Linked DNA regions of Macaca mulatta: region 1 is linked to region 2. A link is a contact called in public Hi-C data. All regions are on one chromosome and are shown on one strand. Each heading gives the region's core, a stretch centred on a gene start, on an enhancer-like site or on the middle of the called end of the contact. The rest is flanking DNA. Distances are from core to core; before and after follow the strand shown.

Region 1 (3,713 bases), core at 943-3,442, 270 kb before region 2:
ATTATCTAGGTGGACAATGGTGCTACTCACCAAGACAGAGAATAAAGGAGAAGGCACCAGTGAGCAGTGAAGATTGAGTTCTTTGGATATGTTTACTTTGTCTGTAGAATGTCCAAGGAATAGTAACCAGTAATTAAGTGACCATATGGATGTGGAGCTCAGCAATAAGGATGTGAATTGAAGCCACCCAAGAAGACCATATACTGTGAAAACATAAGGACAAGGACAGAAGGCTGAGGAACATCAACATTTAAATGGTGGACAACGCTGGAAGAATCTGAAAAGAAGACTGAGAAGTAACCAAAGAGCAGGAGGAAGGCAAGACTTTCTCTAGAAAAAGACGTCAACAGATTAAAGTACAACAGAAAGAACAAGTGGTATCAAGAATAGGAAGAGTCCAATTTGGCAACTGGTTCATTAATGGCATTAGAAAAAGCAATTTCATTGCAGTCACAGGCTGTGAGCTAGATTGCAGAGAACAATGGATGGGAAGGTGCAAATGGGCAGGATTTGTAGACTACTCTTTTGGGGAGCTTGGCTGTAAAGGAAAGGGCAAGGACATGGGAGAATTTTGGATTTTTTTTTTTTTTTGAGATCGAGTCTGGCTCTGTCGCCCAGGCTGGAGTGCAGTGGCGTGATCTCGGCTCACTGCAAGCTCCACCTTCCCGGTTCACGCCATTCTCCTGCCTCAGCCTCCCGAGTAGCTGGGACTACAGGCACCCGCCACCTCGCCCGGCTAATTTTTTGTATTTTCAGTACAGACGGGGTTTCACCGTGTTAGTCAGGATGGTCTCGATCTCCTGACCTCGTAATCCGCCCGCGTTGGCCTTCCAAAGTGCTGGGATTACAGGCGTGAGCCACCGCGCCCGGCCAGAATTTTGGATATTTTTATATTTTAGCTGAAGGGGGCAAGAGAAATATAAATAAATACACACTCACGCTCACACATACACACAGGGAATAACTGAGGGGATGGGATTTTAAAAATTTATTTCATTTTTCCCATGGGATCTATTAATAGACTAGCGAGGGGATGGGATCTTGAACACTGGCTGAAGTAACCGACTTAGAAGACACGCTGCTATTAGCGAAGACAGGGAGGTGAGGGTAAGTTCATTTATTCACTCAACAATCACTAGTGGAGTGTGGATAAAAGAAAACCGTCCTTGACCACATAAGGAATTAGGTCTAGTAGGGAAGACAAATGTAGGTCAATAAATTACATAAGGGCTGTACTAGATTGTACGGTGGTACAGGTGGGGAAGCGAGGAACTATGTCTGCATTGTGTCCAGGAAAGGGTCACAGGCGTGTTATGTAGATTCTGGAGAAAATTCAAAAACAGCATTTATTTTTACTTATTTACTTTTGTATGTAGAGACAAGGGTCTCACTATGTTGCCCAGGCTGTTGTTGAACTACTCGCCTCAAGCAATCCTCGCGCCGCGACCTCCGAAAGTGTTGGGACTACAGGTGTAAGCCACCGCGCCTGGCCTAAATGTGGCATTTAGAAAAAGTATTTACAATATCTGCACTAAAAGAACCATAAAGCAACCAGGCATCTAAGTCCCTGAGCCGATTTAAGTTGCTCAAACCTGAGAGGACAACCAAATGATAGCAGAAGGGCAAAAGAGAAAGGAAGCCGGAGTGCCCACTCAGGAGTGTGAGCGGGAGGAGGCATTTCGGGAGCCGCCCGAGCTTCAGAAAACGGAGCGAGACACCAGTTGGCCATACTGAGGATTAAACAGGGCCTCGCGGTTCCGCACTGCGGCCGGGAGACAAACCAGCCGCCACTCTCACCAGCCCCGAGCAAACCACTAAGAACTGGGGAGGCGCGCGGGGCGGCTCAGGGCTGGCGCATTTGGTGAGGAGCTTGATACCGAGGCCCTTAGGGTCGGCTTAGGCGGTTCCCTGGTCCAGGCGCCAGAAAAGGGGCCGGCTCAAGCAGGCATGGGCGGCGTGCAGTACAGCACACCTAGCCCCGATTCTTCAACAGTTCTCGTCTTCCGAGCCTGTCACAGCCGGCTTCACCGAGACCGTTCACCCCCACCACAAGATTTTGTGAAGGGTATCACCACTCCGAAGAGGCGACTAGGAGACGCGCAATCCCGCGAGACCAAGAGGCCCCGCCCGAAGCCCGGCCTCTGTGACCGGAAGTGAGGCACTTGGCCCCGCCCCCCGTGCCCGATACCTCGCGAGACTTGGCGAAGGCCTTCCTTTTTCGTCTGGGCTGCCGACATGGTAGGTGTTTCGCTTCTTGCCTCCTCTTCCTTGCCGGCGGGGACTCCTAAGCTCATTCCCATTGCCCCTAGTCATCCACTCTCTACCATGGTCGGGGCTTCCAGGCTGCGCATGGCCGCCTGCAGGGCAGGGTGGCCGGCGCGGGCGCGGGGCGGTGCTCCCGGAGCCGTCTGTTAGGCCCGCGGTTCAGATCTCTAGGACACGCGGCCTCCGGCGCTACCGTGGTGAGCACGGCCCTAGGCCGATCGGTACCCTCAGCTTTACCGAACGCTCAATTAGTTGGGTCCTTGATCCACAGGCTTACAGGCCCATCTCACAGCTGGCAGGCATCGCCCCCTGCCCCTAATTCCTTAGGCCTTACCACCAAGCTTTTTCCACACAGCCATCCAGACTGAGGAAGACCCGGAAACTTCGGGGCCACGTGAGCCACGGCCACGGCCGCATAGGTGAGTGCCGGCTTCCCTTCGGGGTGGGCCTTGGGCTCTCTTCGGGTGCTTAGCTAGTCTGGAGATCGGTAGCCTATAAGAATAAGACCTTTTTGTGGGGTCAAGTTGGACAGCTGTTGATTTTTTTCTGAGGATCCTGTAGTAGTCCAGTTCTAAGGAATTTCACATCAGTGGAGTAATAGGAATTGAGCAGGCACGGTGTTAGGTTAGTTGAAGACGTGGAGTACTGTGGGAATGCTGTGATGTGGAACCTGAAAAGATGTTTCACCCGGAATCCTGAAGTAATCGCATTGCTGAAACCGGCATCGGTAGGGTAGGAACAGCGTAAGCGGGACACAGACGTCTGGGGAAACGCTCGGCTTTTGTACGAGGAAGTATTGAGTGGCATGAGAAGGCTGTGTGGTGCATGTAGCTTTTTTGGGGGGGGCGAGGGGGAAAGACTGATCACTGTCGCCCAGGCTGGAGTGCAGTGGCGAAATCTCGGCTCAAGCGATTCTCCTGCCTCAGTAGCTGGTATTACAGGTGTGCGCCACCACGTCCGGCTAGTTTTTCTATTTTTAATAGAGTCGGGGGTTTCTCTGTGTTGGCCAGGCTGGTCTCGAACTCCTAACCTCAGGTGATCCGCCCGCCTCGGCCTCCTAAAGTGCTGGGATTACAGGCATGAGCCATCACACCGGCCCAATGTAGCTTTGTATTCCTGCAGGCAAGCACCGGAAGCACCCCGGAGGCCGCGGTAATGCTGGTGGTCTGCATCACCACCGGATCAACTTCGACAAATAGTAAGTGTCCTTGGACTGCTTTTGACACAGCTTGGGAGGTAGGGGCAGAGAGAGGGCTGGCTTAAACAAAAAGTTTAGAAGCAAGCCTTGCCTACTGCTGTTTTTTTACCAAGTTAACACTTCGTGTGAACTGAGAACCTGTCATCGAGGCTAGAGTCACGCTTGGGTATCGGCTATTGCCTGAGTGTGCTAGAGTCCTCGGAGAGTAACTGCTGATCTTATTCACTGGCTGTGGGCCTTATGGCACAGT
Region 2 (4,254 bases), core at 698-3,197:
CCTACATTTAAAGATATTATAAATTAAAGCTCCTATTTTTAAAAATGCAATGTCATTCTGTTTTCCCATCATACTAATGTGAATCCCTTCTGTTTCCCCCCAATGATGAGCTAGCTCATCAAAGAGGAAGCACAGGTATGCATGGAGCTAGGGCAGGCCTGGAGAGCTGGGGCACCAGAGAACGGCATGAGGGAACTAGAAGGTCAAGAAATCGAACCAGGGAGGCCACAACCTCACCTCTGTTGCAGTTTGGTTCTTCCATTACCCACTAAATTATCAGGAAGAGAGAAAGCAAGAAAGGGACCAAGGGACTCGTGGAGGGAGTTAGGTGAGAATATGAAGCAGGTGAGAGATGCTCCGTAGGTCCTATGGGGAGGGAAGTAGGCCAGGAGGGGCAAGTTCCCACCACAGTAAGGGAAGTGTTCAGGGTGAGCTGAACTGAGCCGGCCCTTGACAGGGAAGCCTTCGGTCAGATGCGGGCTTCCTATCATTCTGGGTTGGGGCATGCGAGGCCTGTGAGGCTGGCCCGGAGGGCGCAGGTGGACTGTCAAGGGCTTAGGGTGGAAAGTTAAAGGCTCTCGGAGGTGAAAAGGTTGTCAAGTGTAAGGTGCGTGCAGACGGGGCTGGGAAGGGAAATGTCAGGGCGGTGGGGGCTGCTGTCCGGGCTGTGGGCACTGTCGGGGCTGGGGACGGCCGTGGGGCGCTGACTACCTGGCTGTCGGGGTTGAGGGCGGGAGTGCTGCCGGGCAGTCGGGAGGGGCGCGGCTGGTGGCAACGGGGGTTTGCCGGAGCTGTGAGGCTAGGGGTATGGCTGTCAGGAATGGGCCGAGCAGCAAGTTGGCAGACCCAGTTTCCGCAAGGCCGGTGGCAGGGGAGGAGCTTCCGTCAGGAGCGAGGCTGGGCGGGACTCACCTTGGCGGCGTCTGACAGCTGCGCCAGCAACAGCACGGACAGCGCCAGGCACGACAGGCTGAGCAAAGAGCCAAGCCGAAGAAGGCCTCCCCACAGGGTCGCCATCGCTGGGGGCCCAGCGGTCCCACAGCCCGGAGCCCCCGCGACCGGCTCCCGGTTCGGGCTCGGGCTCAGGCTCAGGCTCGGGACCCGGCTGGGGATCCTCCGCCCGCACTTCCGTCTGGACGCGAAGGCGTCACCGCGCGCGCCGGGTCAAATGCAAAAAGCCCCGGAAACGGTTCCCAGTGCGAAGGGCAGGGAGGCTGGGATATCGTGGTGCCCGTCCTGGCCTCCCCCAGGCCCCAGGGAAGGGGGCCTCTGGGGTGGCAACCTGGGCCCAGTAGGGCTTTGCAGCTCTTGGATATCTTCCCCGGGCGCAGAAGCTGCCGGGCTTATGGAGTCGCCATTGCGCTGGAAAGTCCTCCCGCCCACGGAGACCCCAACAAACTCCAAGTGTCACACAGGGCCCTTCGGCGGCCCGTGCGGGCCGGAGCTGTTCGCGCAAAGGCAGGGCGGGTGCTGAGCGTGGAAACGGGGCTGGAACTGGCCAAGCCATGCTTTTCCGGGGTGCTCTCTCCCAGTCAAAAGGTTGGGGGTGGTCTCTGCACTTCCGGTACTAACCTGCCGCCCACACGCTTCCTGGCCACAGCACCCCGTCGGCTTTCTAAGTCTGTGAGCGGCCTTCGTGGGCGTGGCCTCCCTGTGGAGCTCCCGGTGTGCCTCCCGTTGGTCCAGCCTGCAGCTAGGAAGTGGGTCACAGCGGCGGGGCTGGGCTGGGCCGGGGCAGGCTCCGGGAGATGTGGAATTGGCGACACAACTGCCCCAGCAGTATCCTCCGCCTAGGACTCCAAGAGGTGGCGAATTGGGGCGCCACGCCCCGGTAAGGCAGTGCTTGTTCACGGCTGCCGACTGGCCTCCCCAAGGCTGTCATTCTCAGCGAGTACTTTAGGAGTACCTTAGATCGGCACATTCTCCCATTGAAACATTTTTGTTAGTGGAGACAAGGGAGATAGTGGCAAGGATGCAGGGATCATCACAGCCACTAGGGATTTGTTGAATGACCTTGGGCAAATCACTTCCCTTCTCTGGGCTTGTAGTTCTTGGCTCAATATGAGGGAATAGATTTAAAATTATGCCCCCTGTAATACCCCTGTTTTTACCTCTAAGAACAGATTTTTAAAGATGGTCTTTTCCTAATTTGTGGAAATGTTTTAACAGAATGCTCTGAATATTTTTCGCCCATGTGATTCTTAGATTCATGTGAATCTAACACAAGAAGGTGTCTGATATTGTTCCCAACAGGAACCAGAGCGGCAGGGCTAGATATCCTCTCACGAGACTGCCCTGTGAAGGTGCTGTCACTTTTGATGAATTATCAAGACTTTGTAGTGGGTGTTCTACTGGCCAAAGGATAAACTGGAGACTCCCTGGGTCGAATGTGTTGGTGAGGCACTGAATCTGATTGCTGAAAGGTGATTCAGCTGCACATTAGGCATCAGTTTAGGGTTGTCTAGGCTTGGCATCTAAAGGGAGTGCCTGCTGTACCTGAAACCTCATAGGTCTTCTCTTCCGAATTGTTTTCAAGGCCTTGGGGGTACAGAGGCTTAGAGAAAATACATAGTTGTGCCTCAGACTGATGGGCCTCATCTGTTTAATGGAGAAACACCAACCACGCTCAGTCTGGGCAGCATTTTAGAGCTCCGTGGTATAACCACTATCTAGCTACATGTGGCAATTGAGCATTTGAAATGTGGCTAGACTGAATTGAAATGTGCTGTATAAAATACACACTTAATTTCAAAGACAGTATTTTTAAAATGTAAAATATTTCAAAAATTTAAAACTATGGTTTAAATATTTTAGATATATTGGGTTAAATAAAATATATTAGTAAAATATTTCACTTGTTTTTTGACCTCTTAAATGTGGCTACTAGAAAATGTTATAATGCTGTTAGGAAGTGCTGTTCTAGAATACAGAATGTGGCTGCCCTGACTGGAGTGTGACTATGAGATAGTTGCCTGACTGGAGACAATGAAGGCTCAGGCCAAGGTAAGGAGAGGGCTGACAGGGAAGAACTGGCACAACTAGAGCCGAATGTTTGGGGGAGGTATATGTCTGCCAAAAAATGAATATAATTTCAGGTGACTCAGTCGAAGTGGAGGGGTCAGTTTCTCTTGTTCTGCCCTGCTCATATCTAGATAACTCTTACTTTTCCTTTAGGTCAGGGGTCTTCTAAGCCAGAAAACCTTCCCTGACTTAAGTGCACTCCCTTCTATGTTTGCACAAATCTCTTTAACTTTACCTCATTATAGTAAAATTATGTTTTCACATTTTGCCTTTATACTCAAACCTCCACCAAAATATTGTGAGCTCTCTGAGGGTAAGGACTTTGTCTTATTATCGTTATACCTGGAGACAGATTAAAACAATACAGTGTTTGTGGGGACCAGGGAAAAGGGGAATGGGAGAGGCTCCTCTGGTTAGTCTAAAAGAAAAGTATCAGGCACCTACTTGAGTCCTTATTTGATTTATTTCTGACCATGAGAGGGGTTGCTGAGATGTCCAAAGATGTGCAAATGGCAGGATCTGGCGCACCATAGTAGGCAGGGGAGTGAAGAGTTCTGACCTCGGGTCTTCCTAGACCTTCAGGTCACACGGGAGTTGTTCTGTTTATAGACAGCACTGTTCTTAGTACCCTTCTTCCTCTATTTTCCTTGCTTCCTTATAACTAAGTTTCTCTACACCCTTCCTCAAAAAGAGTGACGTAGGTCCAGGTGTACCCTCCCACCTGGCCTGGGTCCTCTCACTTCTTTGTAAGGCCTGAAAAATTCCCTGGTGGGGGATGGTTAGAAAAGGAAGAGGAACCTTCTTTGTAAGTGTGGAAGTCAGAAGGGGAGGGAGCAAAGTGACAATTTATGTATCTGGACAAATATATCTTGGACCAGGTTTTGCATCCCCCCATGCCCTTTCCCCTCCAGTGATCAAATAGCTCTCTGGATGCCCCTTAATTCTTTCATCCTATCCATTCTGATCTACCCAGCACTTGCCCAGGCAACACCAGTCCAGGAGAACAAATGGAGTTATGCACAGCATTGGTGATTTCCTTGTATTGTGCCTCCAGTGGTTATGGCTGCAGACACACACATCCTTCCAGTTATTTCTGAACATACTCTGGAAATGTCTTATGAGCTCTCTTCTTCATTGTGTGCACCTGCTAGGATGCTCCCTCCTACTCAGCCCTGTTTAGTGGGATTTTTCAGCCTACTGTAAAGCCTACTGCTGCCTGTAAAGCCACCTAAG

The links. A called contact is a pair of places that touch in the nucleus more often than the background predicts.
Region 1: a Hi-C map of liver shows a contact between it and region 2, with 3 times the contacts expected there. The contact joins the promoter of RPL27A here to the promoter of TMEM9B in region 2. A contact is called at or near these places in 4 of 14 Hi-C or Micro-C datasets (CD4 T cells, fetal cortex germinal zone, fibroblasts and 1 more).

The regions. Positions count from the first base shown.
Region 1 is chr14:56,837,583-56,841,295 of T2T-MMU8v2.0, reverse strand. It overlaps RPL27A (ribosomal protein L27a), which reads left to right and starts at 2,192. Exons shown (of 5, transcript NM_001193567.1): 1 at 2,192-2,238; 2 at 2,621-2,684; 3 at 3,388-3,463. The coding sequence starts at 2,236. It overlaps LOC114672525 (small nucleolar RNA SNORA3/SNORA45 family), which reads left to right and starts at 3,607; the gene lies at 3,607-3,713. It also overlaps a transcript of AKIP1 not described here.
Region 2 is chr14:56,563,418-56,567,671 of T2T-MMU8v2.0, reverse strand. It overlaps TMEM9B (TMEM9 domain family member B), which reads right to left and starts at 1,947. Exons shown (of 5, transcript XM_015114906.3): 1 at 1,573-1,947.